Linked DNA regions of Gossypium hirsutum: region 1 is linked to region 2. The links are chromatin contacts, called in public Hi-C maps. All regions are on one chromosome and are shown on one strand. The core of a region is the stretch at or near the end of the contact, and the rest is flanking DNA. Distances in the headings are between cores, read along the strand shown. Region 1 holds the start of LOC107910442. Region 2 holds the start of LOC121220348.

Region 1 (5,990 bases), core at 2,608-5,107, 370 kb before region 2:
TGTAACAGAACTTGTTTTCTGTGAAGCTATCACCAATTTTATTCTACAAGCTTTGCTTCGAACACCGTAATCTAACAGGTGAGAATACAGCAGTGAGTCGGGCATGATCAGAAAGGGAGTAGTTTTCAGGCCATATTCCCTTCTCCACTTCATGGGGGAAGAGAACTGCTTTCTTTACCGCAAAACCGATAGCTTCGTCTTCTGCAATGCCTTCATTCAAGTCCTCTAAGCTGCAGTCTTCATCCATATGTTGTAACCATGTAGCATCCCAAATTCTCTGCAAATACGTCAACCAAATTACTCCATATTTTCTAATGAGAAATGTCGCCATAAATGCTACATTGACTTAAAAGTTAATTTTTTGAGACTACAGGTTACATCAGATATGTTGCCAAAACTACTTGTAGTGACAAGGGAACATGTGTCCAACCATATTATCAATATGCATGTGCTTTCTTATATTCCCTTTAGATCACCTATAGAAAAGGGTGCCTTAAAGTGAGTTACAGGCCATGCATAAAAGGCATCTCTGCTACTAGTAAAATGACCCAACTTTACAAACAAAAATGAAACACACCTTAAATTCTTCATAGTCTACAACACCATTTCCATCAGCATCGGCTTGGACCCACAGATCTTTCGTCTCTTGGAAACTTAATCCATGAGAAAGACCAGTCAAATTTACCTGCACATAGTTCTGAAAAGTTGAGAATTTAACCAGTTCCACTGTACATCAAGGGAACCTGTCAAGGAAGTGAATGAAAGTACCTGTCTAAGTGCATCACAAAAGGCCGAGTAAGTTATATGGTTGCCGCTGCTGTCAGCCCTCAGAAAGGCAAAGGCATCATTTTCAGCCAATGAAACCTTTTTAAGTTGGTACTGTAACCAAGATGGTGGCAATTCAATTTCAGATGTGGAAGCATGATAACTGGTGATATTCATTGGCGAAAGGAAAGGTAAAACATACATTCCCAATCAGAGAGATGGCAACAAATTTCAAATTCCACAATCAGTCACCTTATGGTTTCCTCAATAAGTGAAGCCATAGGTCACAGATTTGAGAACTAGTTATAATGTGCAAGGTTTATCAGAATCTGAGCCAAGTAACAGATGTGGCCTGCCCTAATGTAGATGTTTGATGCCACGCTCTAAAGAGAGAGGAAGCATAAATTTGCCTACTGTAGTAAGAACTAAGCTATAATTTGAGTTAGAAATGCAGAATTTGGAACAATAAATTAACAGCTTAAAATGAAAAATGCAGAACTAACCTTTATTATGCCAAAAGCTGCTTCGGCCCAACTTATCTTCAACAGTTTTTGTGAGTTATGAGGATTACGAAGCCATATGAAATCGACACCACAGATGTTTCCCCTATGGTTTCGATGGCTAACCCACTGTGGGATATACGAGGAGTAAAGCCAACATTTTTTGTCAGTAAGCATTGCAGACTCCAAAAAGTTAGTGGTATACTGATGGAGAGATGCAGAAATAGAATCTGAAATTGAATATACTAACCTTGTGAGCATCTGCATCGCTGTCTGTGTATTCATGTGCAATATCATAAGATGAAACAAATCCCTGAGACCTGAGGAACTTGTAGACATGTCCACGCTTGCTTCCATTCCAGTCGCTGTGAATTTATAGCATTAAGACAAAAAAGAGAGAGACAAAGAAAAACAAAACAAGTTAGAATGCCTTTTACTGAGGAGATCATCAAAGCCATAAAACCAAAGATGTAACTTACCCGCAGAGTATGACTGGCATCTGGCTGAGTTTGTTTTCTCTCTGATATGTTTCCAGATATTGTAGTATTTGGTAAACCTAAGAAGAATATCAAAGCTAGAGATAAGTTAAGTCGGTAACATAAAAAAGAATGCAAAAAGAAAGTGGTGTGGCGCACTGACGTATTTCAGAAGACGATAACATCTACCTGGTGCAGTCTCACAATGGATAAACTGGAATCATGAGGAAATAAAAGGTGGGTGTTTACAATGATAATTTCCTGTTGAACACTCTCATTCTGATTTATTGAGAAGGGTGCAACTGATTGAACATGCAACAATTGCGCAACACGGTCTCCAAAGTCATTGAAGAACAACTCTCTACGGTTTAAAACCTTGAAGTACTCCTTGTGTATAGCAGTCAACAAACCTGTTGAAGTAGTATAAACAAAAGTTCTCAAGCCTGAGACTAAAAAGGAGTTAAGAATCAAATAGAACCATAACAAAAAAAAAAAAATCAAGAACTTAAGTGATTGAATTTAAATCTTGCAGGATGATCTACACACGTAATAAGGACTGTGAACAGCCTAAAAGATACGAGTTTGACCATCCTTTTCCCATATTGGTGGCAACTGAAACCATAGAGCAGAAGGGAAAATATGTGAACCATAATGGAAGGAGTTATACCCCCAAAGGTGAGAAAATGGTCATTCTTCTGCTTACCTTATTCTATAGGAGCCGATTGGAATGGAGATTTGCATACTGAAAGTGGAAAACTAGAAATGAACTTCCAAACTAAAGAACACCCAGCTGCATCAAACTATAGCTAATACTACAAAATTAGGGCTCAAACTCTCTAATTGTCAAATGATTTTGACTTGATTTAAGCTTAATTTACTTACTCGGGCGGACAGCAACACATAACATATCTATCTAAGTTACAAACAAAGTCTTAAAACCGGCCTCTAGTATGAGAATAAATAAGTAAAAGGTGCGTTGTGTACCATCTCCTCTGTTGTTGGTTCTTGCAAGCTTGAAGGTATCATAGCCTGCAGCACCGAGGCTTTCTTCATACATATGCACCAGTTCTTCATTTCCAACCCAAAATTCCTAATCATTGAACGAAACAATTACCTAATTAGTGAAAGCTTATGTTATCAGAGTTGAAATTAAGGCTCTTCGCGGAAGGAAAGTGTCAACTCTTTATTAATACATGTTATGAAAGTCAAAACCAATGAAAGAATGAGAGAGGGAAACCAATAGAAGAAAAAGGGAAAAGAAACCCACCTGGAGACAGATAATGGAAGACCTTTCGTAAAGCAACCAATTTACAATCTTCTTATTTCTAGCTAACCAAAATGCTCTAAAATCACTCTCTCGTACGCTCTGGTTCTGTTCCATGAGAAAAACAAATCAATGAAAGGAGCAAAATTTACAAAGGTGCAGCGATATTAAAAGGGAAAAGAAAGAAGAAATCACCTGCTGGTCCAATCGCTTGTAAATAGGAGCTAGGATGTTGAAGGTGGTACAAGAAATGCAAGGCTCCCCCATTGTTGAACAAGCATGACCCGTTCTCGTTTCTTGAAAAGGAACAGATTTGCTTTCACTAGAATCCACATTAGCAATATCAGAGCCATTACAAAATCCTGCCAACAACACCTTTCACCCAAAACAGAGAAGGTTAGAATACAGTAAATTGAAAGATAACCAAGACCCAAAGTCTGAAACAAGAAAAAGAATCCAAATTTCAACCTACCATTTCAGAATTCTTGCCACTTTGATTGAGGTAAGCAATGAGAAAGAGGGAAATGAGAAAGGGAAGGAAGCAGAAAAAGAAAGCTTTGAAAAGGGTGGGTTTGTTGAAGTAAGAGTTAAGGGTTGGCCTTAGCTTAGGCTTGTGGACAGAGTTAGATGGAGGAGGAACTGTAATGTCTTGATTCATATGGTCGAGATGTTTTATTAAAATTCAAGTTGATGGGTGAAATGATTGATTGAAGTCGGGGCAGGGGAAGGGAAGCGGAGGTCGTGTGTTTGTTCGGTGTATTAGGACAATGGGGTTCCAGTGTTTTCTCATGGTGAAAAGCTAGCACAGGCTGTCCATGGCCGGGCGGCCCGGCCTGACCCGACGGCTCGCCTAAAATATAGGAGAGTTTACGTAAAAATATAGGCCCGAAATATAAGTTTTGGAAAAAATTTAAGCCCGTTTAAAAAATGGGCCGGGCCTCGGACAAGATTTTTTGGCCCGGGCTCGGCCCAAAAAATATTAAATATATATTTTTTATTTTTAAAATATAATAATTTTTTATTTTAAGTTTATTTACTTTCATTTCCTTGACTAGTGTTACAAAATAATAATAATAAAACATCAAGTTTGTTTTACTAATCAAATATTAGATTTTGTTACAACAATTAATACAATTAATAATTTGATAAATTTATTAATCAAATGTTAGATTTTATTACAACAATTAATACAATTAATACAATTAATAATTTGATAAATTTACTAATCAAATGTTAGATTTTATTACAACAATTAATACTATTAACAATTAATAATTTGATAATTTTACTAACAATTAATTTTAATAACAATTAGTTTTAATTTTATTAAAAAATAATTTTAATTTTAATTAAAAACGGGCCAGGCCGGGCCGGGCTCAGGCCCCATATTTTTTCTCTGGGCCGGGCTTGAGCAAAATCTTAGGCCCATATTTCGGGTCGGGCCAGGACCGAGCCTAGTAAACGGGCTGAAATTTTTTGTGGGCCCAGCCCAAACCCGGCCCGGCCCATGGACAGGTCTAGTCCCTTACCAAGGTTTTATTTATTTTATTTTATTTTGGGTTGTATTCGTAGGTTTATTCGTTTTTATGAGGAAAATTTTATTGAAAATAGGATTCAAATTGGGTTTATATATAAAACCCTTAGTAAAGATATTGATTAATGTTAGGGATGATAAAACCGTTAATCGAATTCGAATTAAATTAATATTAGTCGAATTTTTAAATTTTTAACAGTAAATTGAATTAAAATATTTTTTTTAAATTAATTGAATTAAAATTTATATGTTTTTTTATCTTTTATCTGTCAAAACAAGTATAAAACACATAAAAGAAATAAATTGGAAATGTTAATTTGACCGAATTAGCTAGATTAAAATTACATTTAATTTGTATTATTAATTATTAAGTTCGGTTAATTCGGTTAATTACCCGATTTTGAACAGAATTAATCTATAATTAAACATCAAAAAAATTTATTAACAAACCTCTAACCGAGTTAAATCGATTAATCGGCCGATTAACCGAATTAGATCAATTTCATCGATTAATTCGTTTTTAACCATAATTTAATCTCTAATTAAAGTTACCCTAAAAAAAAGAAACATCTTGATTAAGTGTGGTTTTATAAGGTAAATGACATCAGCCTGATTGACAAAGTAAAATTATTAAATTTAAAAAATACATATATTATTTAAACTTTTAAAACATAACTTTCCAATAAATAATTTATTTCTAATAAAAAACTAATCAACCTCTTTATCATCATCACCCACCTTCCTTTTAACTAGTAATATTCTTTAAATATAAAACTTACTAATTTATACTTGTCGGGATCAAGTCGTTCGAGAAAAAATTTTAAAGTGTTGTTTGTCAGATAATTAAATAAATTTCCAACAATGAAGGGTATTGTCCTCCAATGAGGGTTTTATATTCATATCACCACCAACAAAGCGCTCCCAACTCTATGAATCAAACATCTTCAAGTAGCCTCTTAAGGCATATTGGCTCTCAATAAAGTATGAAAGACAACTTTTTATCGGAGAATAATATCTTCTATTGTTAAGGGTTTGATAAGTTGTTCGACAAATGACACTTCGAAAATTTTTTCTAAATAAAGCAACCCCTCAACACAATTATAATTTTTTTTTCATATTTTTATTTTAAACATATATATTTATAATAATTAATTTTTCACTGAAAGTACATAAGAGTAATATATAAAAATAATAATTTTGCTAATTATAATAGTCACATGTTTCTATTCAAAGTAATAATAGTTGTAAATTAATAATAATAATAATAATAATAATAGCAACTTAATTAATACTCTATCAACAATTAATTTTATATGTGAAGTGCGATGTATTTTTTATAAAGAGAAGAGGAGGTTGCTTTTAGACGTTTACCTGTTAGTTTGTATAGCCTTTATGCACATGATTGCCATGAATTCTTACTTAGTAATCATGTTAGTTTTATACTATATTTA
Region 2 (6,532 bases), core at 3,457-5,956:
TCCTCATTGCCCTAGCTATTCATCTCCTCCTCCCATTCTCTTTGATTTTAATTTTTTTCCTTTCCTCCATTGTTGTCGTCACCTACACCTAGTTTGACCATCTCTTTCTTTTTCTTTTTCTTTTTGCCACAAGATTTGTTAACATATTCTCCACAATATTTCTTTCATTTTTCCTCATTAAAATTAGCCTCAAATCTAAAATCTTGAACTCCAAGATCGATCCCGAACATTGCCAAAAAAGTGCCATTGCTGTTTCTCTCGACTAGCTTGGGTAAGGTCTCTTCTCTCTTCAATTTCGTAATTAATCTTGTCCATTAAAACCTAAATTTTTAGATCTGGAATTTGGAGGATTTTAAATTATTTCAAAGATATTTTTCTAGAATTTAATGAGATCTCAAACCATTTTAAAATTCAGCCCCAATTTTGGCTACTATGGGTGGTGGTGCATGCGCCTATGTGCAAGAAAGAGGGCTATTTTGTTTCTTGGTTCTTGCCTATATTTTTCCAGTATTAATTTGAGTTCTTGAACCCTCCCAATCAGCTGTTAAACCCATTTCAATTAGGAAAAAATGTTCTTGATCGATTGACCATTCGTATCCCACAAATCGTGAAGCGTAAGTGCAATTAAGGGTAACTAGTTTGTTATTTCAACATAGTTGTTGGGTAAATGCTATGAATTGATTAAACGAAGGAATTTAATCATTAATTAGCTACTGATTTTCCAATATATTATTGAATTAGGTGCTGACCCAATCGCCCCAAATCATCCGTAAAGGCGAAGAACGATTGGACGTACAGTTCGCTTCGATACAGTGTAAGGAATCTAACTAGTTTGGATTCATAAAATAGTTATAATTTCAACAATTTGTTTAAACTCATAAGTGGGTGTTTAAGGGCTGTTTTTATTGGTAAATTTACTGAATTTATACTAAATTTTGGTTTTGGTTTGTTTAAGGAATTATTAAGGAAAATTGGAAGATCCGCTAGTGTGCTGTAAGGAAGCGAAAAATAAGGTGTGGGTCCTAAACTCATAAAATTATTTGAAAATGTTAAATATTATATTATATTTGATAAATTAGCTTGCTGATTGGATTGACTTAATTGCCAAATTATTGATTTTGTGAGTGGCCAAACCAGGTATGTTTCGAGCCTTAAAAGATTGACATGTTGGCAAAATTGCTAGTTTGATAGTATGGATGTTTGATTGAGTTTGTAATTGCATATTTGAGTTATGAGATATGAGAATGTTTGACTGAATGATATAATGTGTTGAGATATTAAGCTTATGTATGATTTAAACGCATGAGATATTTGTTATATTGTGTACTGAAAAGGGTGCTATTTATGCACAATGAAAATCCGTAAAGCATGTGAAATTGAACGATATTGATTGATACCAACACAGTGGTAATTTGAAAGATTGGAACACTATTTCCATTTATTGAAAGTATGCAATTATTGAGGACATGCTGAGCATGTCAAATGAATGTGAAAAGTATTGAGATATGATTATGTATGAGATTGTGTGACATATTGCATATGCATTGGGTTGGGATTTTATGGTTGACGGAAGAGTTCCGTGCAGTAACAGTGGCATATTAAGTCTGCATTATTCGTAGTCAGTGCACCGCACCTAGAGTACCGAGGGGATAGGCGATTTTATCGCATATCCAGTAGATTTTCTGCATTATTGATTACTTGGTGGTTTTACCACATCGAGCTATGCTCATAATTTTTTGGAGTTTGGCAGACAGGTTCTGGGGAACTCGTGGTGTGTAGCGGATGGTATGAATAGGAACCTTTTTGCATTGCATCATGTGCACGACATATTCGAATGTTATTGATTTATGCTACGTATTGTATTTTGTTGTATTGAATGGTATCAAAATTAATGATTGTTACTCAAATGAATGATGACCTATGCTCATACACCGTTTGACAATAATTTGATAATGGCTATGTAACGATATGAAATTCCTATGATGGTTCTGTTTTCTTCTGTTAAAGCTATGTTTCACTATATTCGATATTTATGTTTGTTTAAATAATTGTTCAACTCACACTGAGCTTTTCATAAACTCACCCCCCAATAGTGTTCAACTTTTTACGTAAACCTCAAAATTAAGATCAGACTCGGCATTCAGAGAATCATTTTGGGCCTCAGATTATTATTTTCTAATTAAGTATTATTAATTCTTTATTGGTTTTGGCTTGTAATTTTTAATTATTTCTGGTCTGTGTCTTGGTAACTTTTCTTTTCGAGATTTTTGCATGCATGAATTACTCAAGTATAATAACCGGATAATGCATGATATCGGGCTTAAGTAAAATTTGATATTGTTCCCTAGTTTCCACTACATTGCAAAGGAACTTTTTTGAAAAACAAATCGATAAAGCAACTAATTTTCTAAAATGACTTGAAAAATGATTTTTTTGTTTTATTAATTTAACTTCGATTTTTTTTAAAGAAGAGCGACAAGCAAACAGTTTTTGTGAAACAACATTGTCAACAATAAAATGAATCCTAAGCATATACGACTTAATGAATGAATGCTTTTAAGCTAACTCAAAGTACAACTACGATTTTCTCTAAAATGAGTTTATTTAAAGTTTTAAAAAGTAACGTAAGTTAGCTCAACCATTTTAGTAGCTAATGTAGCCTTCTCAATCTAACCATAACGTCTAAGCCGTGTTTAGAAGCTTAAAAAAAACATGGATTCGTAGATGAGTTAGAGAGAGCACTAATTTGATGATTAAAAAACTTGTTTTGAGTGCAAAATATGTTGTATTTGTAAAGGAAAAAAAGGCTTAGCTAGAGAGTGAATTTAAATAATTACATAAAAGTGAAGCATGATTGAGTTGGAAATTAAATAACATCCTGTATTATTAAATTAATATGAATAAAATATGCAGACATAAAAAGATTTAAATTACATAACCAATTGGTATATTCATAAAATTTTATTTTTCTAGTACTAATTATTGATCAGTAATTCAAACTAACATAAACCAATCTATTTCCTAGGCATCCTCTACAATAATTGACAGGTAGTAACCCACCCCTAGAATACGCGTGCATTGAGTCAGGCTGATGTAGCCAATGGCAAAGGGGTTTTTGTATTTTGGATAGGAAGCCAATGACAGTTGATGCTTGAAAATGGGGCCATAATATAAGTTAAAAAAAAGAGTCGCATCGCAATCATTATGTTTTGCCAACAAGAGCTTATCCTAGGGCAAATTATAGTGTAAAGCATTGTCTTTTTCTTCCAACAGCAACAGAACTTGAAAGTTAGGTAAAGAATTTCACAAAGGTATTTGATTTTATATGTAGTGGAAGTACTGTGGAGCTAAGGCCAGTGCTTCAAGGCTGGAAAGTTGGTTTCCGACCCTACTACATCACCCCCATTATGCCATCTTTGATTTTGGGCTTCTTCTATGTGCTTCGCTTGGGTTTTTGAGCATTTTTCATAGTATTAAACTATGGGATGGGCCTTCTCTTTTTACTCAAATCTCGATTATCCCAATATCCAAATGGCTTTTACATATATCATCCACACAACACCGCAGATCTGCAATTCCTAACATAGTAAAAGAACCGGAGGTTGCAATAAATGTAGGGAAAGAGGGTAAATACAAAAAAAAAGTAATTACACCAAATTTAGATTCAACTCATATTTGAATTTTTTAAGTTTCATATTTAAAAAAATTATAATATATTAGTATAATATTAATTAGCGAAATTTAAATGATATCTTTAATAACATTTAGACTTAAGGATGTAAAAAGTTCTTAAACTTAAAAAAAAAAACAATTAGGTCCCTTTTTTCTTGCGCTCAATTGGGTACTTAAACTTTCAAAATGCATAAAAAAAACCCTCAGACTTTTTCAAAAAAGTAATTAAGCCCTTACATTTTCTTTACTCAATTGGATACTTGAACTGCCAAAATGAATAAAATAACACCCTTAAACTTTTAATAAAAAAATAATTAAGTCCTTTTTTTTTGCACTCAATTGGGTGCTTGAACTGCCAACTCCCTAGATCTGCCCCTAGCCTTTTTTAATACATTTTAGCAGTTTAAGTACCCAATTGAGTGCAAAAAAACAAGCAGGTGCTTAATTGCTTTTTTTTTTAAAGTTTGAGAGTTTTTTTGATGCATTTTGACAGTTCAAGTACCTAATTGAGTGAAAAAAAGCAGGAGCTTAATTACTTTTTTTTGAAAAAGTCCGAGGGCCTTTTTTATGCATTTTAAAAGTTCAAGTACCTAATTGAATGCAAAAAAAAAGAGCTTAATTGCTTTTTTTTTTTTTAAATTTTGAGAGCTTTTTACACTTTTAAACCTAAAATTTACTAATGTAATTTGATTTTCATTTAATAAAACATAATTAAAATATTTTTATATAAAATCTTAATAGTTTACGGAAAAAAATATTTTAACTAAAATTTATTATTTTTATTTCATTAGGAATAAAACTAACTTTATTAAAATTTAAAAGAAAAAACAAGACTCAACTTAATTTGATCTTAAAAAGTTAACAATCTGAGTCTGCTGCCCTAGCACGCTTAGGTCTGCCGCCGCTGGCACGTTTTTGTTTTTCTTTAATTCGTTTATTTTATGTTTTACTAATTGCCTTCTTCACTTCTAATCTTTTTTCCTGAAATCTGAAAAAGGGGTGTTTGTGTTATTCTGGCAATAAACCTGCAGCCATGGAGAATGAATTAGCACAATTATCGATTAATGAGGAGGAAGAAGAAATATTGCAGATTCAAGCAGATCCGAGTTATCAAAGTGAAGTGGGGGAGTTCCAGCTTGTGGGATGTTTCTTAACAGCAAGTGTTATTCATTTTCCAGCCATGAAAACCACTATGGCAAATTTGTGGCACCCTATTTATGGGGTCCAAATTAGAGATCTGGGTGAAAAAAGGTATTTGTTCCAATTTTATCATAATATGGATATGGAAAGGGTTCTAAAAGGTCTACCATGGACTTTTAATAACCATCTACTATTATTGAATAAGTTGGGGAGAGGCGAAGATCCATTAAAAGTGCCGCTAATATTTACTCCTTTCTGGGTTCAAATCCATGATGTCCCAATTGGATTATTCTCTAAAAAGTTAGCAATCCAACTGGGTAATTTTTTAGGTGTTTTCCTGGAATATGATACTTCAAATCTAGGAAAGGAAAATCGTAATTATATGAGGGTAAGAGTACAGATTGATGTTAGGAAGCCTCTGAAAAAGAAGAAACAGGTTTTATGCATTGGGGTTAGGTCATATGTCAAGTTTAAGTATGAACGGTTATTGCTTTTTTGTTTCTACTGTGGAAGATTGGGGCATAATGATTCATTCTGTGAGATAAAAATGATGACAGGGGCAGATACAGAAGAATTAGGCTGGGATTTATCATTGCGAGCGCAATCTCGAAGAGCCCTTTCAATGAATAGTATATGGCTACGAAAAGAGGAAGAAAGAAAAGGGAAGGGAAGATGGGGGGAGAATTGATCTGAAGAATCAAGACATAGGGATGGAAGTTCAAAAGAACGAGGGGGAAAGATTATTGACCCAATTCTGGGGTTTAGTATTGAAGGAGGGCTGCCGTCTGTAGAATGGCGAGAGAGTAAATTTGGTTCGAGTAAGATAAATATGGCAATGGAACATGATTTAGAAGATGAGACCTTAGTAGGGGAGAAGGGGAAAAATCAAAATAGGGGGAGATGGAAGATCTTTTCAGCAATGCAAAAAGGGATAATACAAGTACAAGAAATAGGAAAATGGTGGAATTCAACCTTTTTATCATCGGCGGCTGCCAAGAGGCAAGCCGACCGGACACAATGAAAATAATAAGCTGGAACGTCCGTGGTTTGGGTCTACGGACGGTTAAAAGACTTCGACAGATGCTGAAGTTACATAATCCCCAAATGGTCTTTTTTGTGGAGACAAAACTAGGAAGACAGCAGATGGAATGAGTTTGTAGAAGATGTGGTTATACGAACGGTATTGAAGTTGATCCAGAAGGTATGAGAGGAGGATTGTGTTTAGCATGGAGGAATGAGGTTGATATAACGCTGAGCAGTTTCTCTAAAAGACACATTGATGTATTCGCTGATGATAATGAAAAAGAATGCAAGTGGAGATTTATAGGTTTCTATGGATCCCCATATATACAGGATCGGAATGAATCATGGGCTGTTCTAAAAAGCCTGACTACTAATAAGGATTTCCCATGGTTTGTTGTTGGTGATTTCAATGAAATTATGTATGGATCCGAAAAGAAATGAGAACTGCTTAGAGATAAGAGGAGAATGGAATTGTTTCGAAGAATACTCGAGGAATGTCAATTGTACGATGTGGGCTATGAAGGCAGCTGGTTTACTTGGGAAAGAGGAAACTTACTGGAGACCAACATACAAGAAAGATTAGATAGAGGAATTGCAAACAAGGAATGGATTAATATGTTTTAAGAGGTAAGAGTTCAGCATTTAACGCACTCATTTTCAGATCATTGTCCACTTCTTATTAACACAAGGAGGCATG

What was found. A called contact is a pair of places that touch in the nucleus more often than the background predicts.
Region 1: a contact with region 2 is called in a Hi-C map of leaf, with 1.7 times the contacts expected there. The contact joins the promoter of LOC107910442 here to the promoter of LOC121220348 in region 2. A contact is called at or near these places in 2 of 34 Hi-C or Micro-C datasets (both in leaf).

What each region holds. Positions count from the first base shown.
Region 1 is chrD08:48,015,281-48,021,270 of Gossypium_hirsutum_v2.1, reverse strand. It overlaps LOC107910442, which reads right to left and starts at 3,857. Exons shown (of 11, transcript XM_016838281.2): 1 at 3,478-3,857; 2 at 3,201-3,380; 3 at 3,009-3,113; 4 at 2,726-2,831; 5 at 1,931-2,151; 6 at 1,745-1,821; 7 at 1,516-1,630; 8 at 1,269-1,394; 9 at 769-879; 10 at 578-685; 11 at 1-277. The coding sequence starts at 3,663. The coding sequence ends at 44.
Region 2 is chrD08:47,645,621-47,652,152 of Gossypium_hirsutum_v2.1, reverse strand. It overlaps LOC121220348, which reads left to right and starts at 4,706. Exons shown (of 1, transcript XM_041100038.1): 1 at 4,706-5,500. The coding sequence starts at 4,706. The coding sequence ends at 5,500.